Regions from separate parts of the Hordeum vulgare genome. Here region 1 is linked to region 2. The links are chromatin contacts, called in public Hi-C maps. All regions are on one chromosome and are shown on one strand. Each heading gives the region's core, a stretch centred on a gene start, on an enhancer-like site or on the middle of the called end of the contact. The rest is flanking DNA. Distances are from core to core; before and after follow the strand shown.

The links. Hi-C and Micro-C count contacts between places; a contact is called where the count stands out from the background.
Region 1: a contact with region 2 is called in a Hi-C map of leaf, with 5 times the contacts expected there. The contact joins two enhancer-like sites. A contact is called at or near these places in 3 of 6 Hi-C or Micro-C datasets (leaf and seedling).

What each region holds. Positions count from the first base shown.
Region 1 is chr4H:560,098,951-560,102,356 of MorexV3_pseudomolecules_assembly, reverse strand. No RefSeq gene overlaps it. Among protein-coding and RNA genes, the nearest start is that of LOC123447036, 39 kb to the right of the region's middle. Within about 2 kb of position 1,321, at least 1 of the 3 cell types and tissues checked has open chromatin away from gene starts, as enhancers often do. A contact at or near this core is called in leaf, where this site is marked.
Region 2 is chr4H:559,882,453-559,885,661 of MorexV3_pseudomolecules_assembly, reverse strand. It overlaps the pseudogene LOC123447034. Among protein-coding and RNA genes, the nearest start is that of LOC123449510, 45 kb to the left of the region's middle. Within about 2 kb of position 1,376, at least 2 of the 3 cell types and tissues checked have open chromatin away from gene starts, as enhancers often do. A contact at or near this core is called in leaf, where this site is marked.

The sequences.
Region 1 (3,406 bases), core at 72-2,571, 220 kb before region 2:
TTTTGTTTCTAGATGTATATACATCCTATATATAATTCTTTTAGCAATTTAACAAAAAGTTAAGAAATTCTGAAAATATTTTAAAATAAACTTGACCTTTCACGGTATTTGTGAGAAAAAATTCATAAAAGGAAAATTACACTTTGATTTCTTTTTGTTGGTCAAAATAGTATGAATAATAACCTATAATAATAAATAAATTTTGTCTTTTTTGTCCAGAAGTCAATGTTGCTTTCTTTTTCATAAAAATTTAAATATTAATGAAAAACAAAGTCAAGTAATCTAAAAATAATTATGAACTATTTTAATTTTTAATTAGTTATTCAAAATGTACTCTCCACCAGTGCATCCTGAAAACTGTATATTAAATGCATATATGATCAGAAATGAGCCATCCTGAAAACTGTAGACACTGGAGCATGACAATCTACGGTCCTGCTGAATGCGAAATATGGCCGCAGTGCATCTCGCAATAGGTATAAGCAAGAAACGCGGCAGAATATCCAACAATGTGCTTACGTTCGACAAATCCTATTTGCGCTGCAGGCATCGGTTAAAGTGAATTTTCTGAACCGACGCCTGCAGCATTAGGTCTTGGCCCGGCCCATCGGAAGGGGGTGGTTTTCCGTTTTTATGAAGGTTCTGGAAGCTTCCTAGATGGGTTTTTCATTTAGGATTTTTCAGGACTGGTTTTCTTCGGTTTGTCTTTTTTTTCTTTACTCTTCTTATAACTTTTTCATTTTCATTTTCATGTTTATATAATTTTTCATTTTTTCCAGAAAAACAGCCATTTTTGATTAACTTCTTTTCAAACGAACAAATATTTTTCCAAATCAACAAACCCTTTTCTGAATTTTACGATTTTTTTATGAAAAGTTAATGAATTTTTTTGAATATCGATGAACTTTTTCCAAAGTATGATGAACTTTTTTTAGATTTAGTGAACTTTTTTTCTGAAATGTATGAACTTTTTTCAAGAATGATAAACTTTTTTTAAGATTTGTGATTTTTTTTCAGTTCAACGAACATATCAAAACTTTTTTCAAATTTATTAACTAATTTTCAAAATCCATGAACTTATTAAAAATTTGTAAACTATTTTTTCAGATCACGGTGAGTTTTTCCAAATTCATAAACTTTTTGTTTCGAAATTGTGAACCATTTTTCACTTTTATGAACCTTTTATGTTCGGTTTTTTTTTTGCTTTTTACTTTTTCATAAAAATACGCCCTGAGACTGGGCCAGCCTGTTATGCAGTGCGTGTGAGCGCTGGTTCTCCTAGCCAGCGTTTAAGACGCCGACTAGGAGTTCCCCTTACGTTCTCCTGGAGAGAATTTGTGTATCCTATTTAGCACGGGCGTCCGCTCCTACCTGCCGCATTCTGGGGCAGGGAGTCCTTCGGACGTACAGTCTTGTCACCGACTGGCCTGCCCTAATATTGTTTTTCTTTTTTTCTGTTTCTTTTTTCCTTTTCTGCTTATTTCCTTTATTTACTGTAATTTTTCCTTTTTTATTTTTTTCCTTTTATCGTTTTTTCTGAAAACTAATCATTGTTGAATTTCTCATCATTTTTTAAAACATGAACATTTTGTAAAAGGAAAACAAAAGCTAAAGCGTGAACAAACTTACAAAGCCTGAACATTTTTTGAAATCTTTAGAACAAATTTTGAAACCGAGAACAATTTTGAAAAACCATGAACAAATTTGGAAGCACGAACAATTTTTTTTAAAGCATGGACATTTTTTGAATCTTTAGAATAGAATTTTGAAACCGAGAATACCTTTGAAAAATCCCAGACAAATTTGAAAGCGCAAACAAATTTTTAAAGCACAAACATTTTTTGAATCTTGAGAAGAAGATTTGGAACCGAGGAAAATTTTGAAAAATCCTGATCAGATTTGAAAGCACGAATTTTATTTAAAGAACAAACAGTTTTAAATCTCGATTTTTTTCAATGGAGAACAATATTGAAAACACCCGAACAAATTTGGAAGCGCGAACAATTTTTGAAATCACGAACATTTCTTTGAATTTTGAGAACTAAATTTTGAAACATAGAACAATTTTGAAAAACTCCGAACAAATTTGAAAGAGTGAACAAATTTTTAAAGCACAAATTTTTTTTGAATCTTGAGAACAAATTTGAAAGAGTGAACAAATTTTTAAAGCACAAACATTTTTTGAATCTTGAGAACAAATTTTCAAATCGAGAACAATTTTGAAAAGTGCTGAACAAATTTGGAAGCGTGTTTATTTTAAAGCAAAAACATTTTTTGAATCTTGAGAATAAAATTATAAAACGGAGAACAATATTTAGAAACCACGTACAATTTTTTAAAGCACAAACATTTTTTAAATCTTAAGAATTTGTTTTGTAACCGAGAACAAATTTGAATCTTAAAAACAATTTTGAAATCGAGAATATTGTTGGAAAATACAAAACATTTTTTAAAAATTAAGAACATTTTTTGAAAAAATGAACATTTTAGAAAAATCCAAAATCGTTTTTTGATAATCTAGAACATTTTTTAAAACAGAAACAGAAAGAAAAAACCAGGTCAGAGAATCTTCTAGAAGTTTTCCAAAACCGAAGAAAACCGGCTTGGAAGACTGCCAAAATAGAGACGCTCCAACTCGCTAAATGGACCAATTCATTTAAAATCGCTATCCTCCCCGCTCGGTACAGAGCAGCGAATAGGACATTCCTGGTTAGTACCAAAACGGGTGATCACACCAAAACGGTTTTTTTAATGATTTTTTCTCTCTTTTCCCCTTTCTTTTTCTCTTTTAATTTTCATTGTTTTCCTTTTCGAGTTTAGATTTTATTTTTATTTTGCCTTTATCTATTTTTCCAAATTGATATTTGAACTTTTTTTCAAATTCATGAACATTTGTATTCATTGAACTTAAAATGTGTCCAATAGAATAAAAAAAATCATATTCGAAAATCATATTTTTTTTTGAAATTTTAGTCATATTAAACTTATCTAATAAAATTTAAAAAATGTTCTCAGATTCGGAGTTTGTTGATCAAAATAAAAATGCATTCATGAAGTTCAAAGAATATTCATAATATTCTAACAATTTCATCAAATTCATAATTTGTTTATCTAATTCAAATAAATGTTCATTGAATTTCATTATTCGTTCATCAAACATAAAGATGTCCAATATGTGTGTTCCCTAAACATGACAATTTTATCAAAAAGAACAAATCTCACACCAGAGGAATATATTAGTAGTAATGTATCCAGGCACTTTTAAAGTGTTCATATTTCAAAACTGAAAATGTTCATATTTTTTAAAACGTGGTTCATGTACTATTAATAAAAAATCCACGCTATTATAAATAATGGTGGTACTTAACATATGGCATTTGGCCTACCACAATACATACATAAATAG
Region 2 (3,209 bases), core at 127-2,626:
CGGTTGTTGCTGCCGGCTGATCAATGATAGCGCGTGTGCACGGCAGCGCGCACGGCGCCAAGAATCCATCCCTTGCTGGCTCGCTCCCTGCCTCCTTTCGTTCTGATCTTCGCAGTCGACAGGGGCAGCACGCCACATCGATTCAGTTTCACAGCTACAACTTACAAATTCAACCACTAAAGGTGTAATTGATAATTAGATGTACTGATCCTTCTATTTCTAAAATTGGGATCTCTTCGCTCATGCAGCCATGCTGCTGCTTGTTTGAAACAGTCATGCTAATTCGATTTCCCAATTTATCTATCAATGCAGGTGCAGGCATGGGCACAGTTCTATGTTTGCTGTCAATCACGCTGCAGTATAGACGTGCAAGAGTAAGTTTGTTTGATCAGTTGGTGCAAGTTCTTTCCGTAAAAAAGTGTTTCTAACGTATAAAAAACTGAACAATGATGCTTATACAAACTTTACGTAAACCAATGGCTTAACTTTGTTTTTTCATATTTTTTAAAACTGTTTTGCTAATGATTTTTTTTAAGTATATGGATGTTGATATGCAACCTTGAACATTTGGCATGCATGTACTTATAAATTTATTGTTTTTTATGAAGATGTCTAATATGTTTGCAACCAAATTAAAATTTTACTTGGATTACAAATGCAAACACTTATATCAGCAAGACAAAAATAATGCTTTTATGCATATGCTATCATTAATTAATAAAACACACTTTGCTATTTTCATCATAATGCAAATATTTATGGTCATCACCGAGGAGGACACAGACCATGCAACTTGAAACAGCAAGTAAGATCATATCCATGCTTACTTATTATATGTTTATTAATAATATAAGTTCACATGACATAAATTTAAATTGTTTGGAATACCTACACGCAATATTCTTTCATACTTTGATTTCTTGATTTGTTAATTAAGTATGCATCGAGTTGACGTATAATCTCTCTGTAACTAAGCATACTGAACGTACTGAATTTTTTCTCAGAGAGAGGGATCTTAAAATGTGATGGCATTTGAAACTAAAAGACGTGGACTTATTAAGGTCTTGAGTCGTGGTTATTGTATCAAGAGTGCGTGTTATTTTCTCTCCCGTTGCAACGCACGGGCTCTTTTGCTAGTAATAATAAAACGAATTTTCGAAGAAACGCTCAAAACGTGACACGTGGCGGCGGTTGAAAACGCGCCAAATAACAACACGCAAGAGTGCTCTCTCGGAAACTCCGAAAGGAGCGCCTGCTAACTAATGATTCCCGCGAACGAGAGACGATCAGACGCAGAAGGGCGTCATATAGCATCTACCGCCGTAAAGGAGCTCCCTTATGTCTGGAAATCTCTATTAGCCGCTCGTCGCGGCAAATTGTGGCAGCGTCGCACAGCGAGGCACACTAGCGAAGCGACTGGGCCGGACCGTTTGACCAGTTCCCTTGTTCCAGTTTGGAACGTGACTTTCTTCTGATTTTAGCTTTTCTTTTTTCAAGTTTCCTTTTCCTTTTGTTCTCTTCTAATGGTTCTCGCTCGCATGGGCATATGACTGAAAATCCTTTTTCGCTGGGCCTTTTGGACTCGAAATCCAAACAGAGAGAGTCGTTCAAATCCATCTTAGAACGGACAATGAAAAAGGCATTGAGCGGGTGCAATCTTGAGGAGCTAGGTAGGATGGAACAAAGCTTGACCGTTTTTTCACTGAACTACTCGAACTTTTTGTTAGAAAAAGCAGAAGTAGCTCAGTTCGAGAGAGGTTTTCCTTTTTTTTGTTCATGTTTATTTTTATCTTTTTTAAAAAATGGTTTGGAAATTTGAAGTATTGTTCTTAATTCAATACATTTTTCCTGTTTTCAAATTATCTTCACAATTTTGTTAAATGTTTGCTAATTTTAACAAATGTTTGGGAATTTAAAATAAATTGACATTTCTGATTAATTTCTTTGAGTTTCACAGAAAATGTTCAAAATTTTCTTTGCCTTTTGTTTTTGTTCAAAATTGTCACAACTTTTTCGTAAGAAAATGGGAATTTCAATAAATAATTTCTTTTCAAAAAATTTCGCCGATTTCAAAGAATGTTCATGTTTCCAAGTTTAGTTCGAAGATTCAAAAAATGTTATTGTATTTGAAGATTGTTCCTATGTTAAAATTTTGTTTAGGAGCTTCAGTTTTTTTTCAAGTTTTAATAATTGGTTAAATTTTTAAGTAAATATTCGTGTTTCACTGTTTATTCCGAAGTTTTGATAAAAATATAGTTTTTAAAAAATGTTTGTGCTCCAACATTCGGTTTGGAAACAATTTAAACCTTAATCAAGAGTGTATGGTCAGCCTTTCATTCATACCGGCGCCGACAGAATTGATAATGAACACTTCGGTAAAATCAAGATGTGAAACGAAAAAATATCTACAACCACGCATACACTCCGTACCAAAATCTCTCAGAAAAATAGATTTATCATCCTACACCAAGAGGGAGACGTATTAAGAATGACAACATTCAAACGTCTTGCGATGGTATGAACACTAAGGCCACCGTTGACGAGAGTGGGAAAAGATAAAGAGAAACACTGATGGGATGACATGTGTTGAAATAAAGGATATTGACCTATTGAAGTCTCGAGTCATGCTTATTATGTTCGGAAATGTATTTTCTTTTTACCCGTTGAAACGCACGAGCTCATTTGCTAGTTATCCTCAAATTTGTTCAGGAGTTTCACAAGATTTAAATATTTTCCTCTTTTAAAATTTTGTTCAGGAGTTTTGAAAAATGTTCTAGTTTCAATAATTGTTTGGAACTTTAAATAAATGTTCGTGCTTTCAATTTTTGTTCTGGAGTTTCAACTTTTTTTCTAGTTTCTAAAAAATGTTTGCATTCTGAAATATGGTTTGGAATTTTTAAAAATGCTCGCGCTTTGAAAAAATAAATTTGTTTTCAAATTCTGTTCCAGAACTTTAAAACATGCTTGTATTTAAAAAAAATGAATTAAAAAAATGTTCTGTTTTTGAGAAAAAAATCACGTGCTCATTTTTCGCAACGTTTCATAAAATTGCTCAGTATTTCAGTAATTTTCACAAGACATTGAACTTTAATCAGTATTTAGAGAATGTTAACCGTCTATACAAAAATATTGAACTTCGATACGAAAAATGTACAACATTAATGATAGAAAGTTAAATTGAAATATATGTTTGAAAAATGTTAATCATG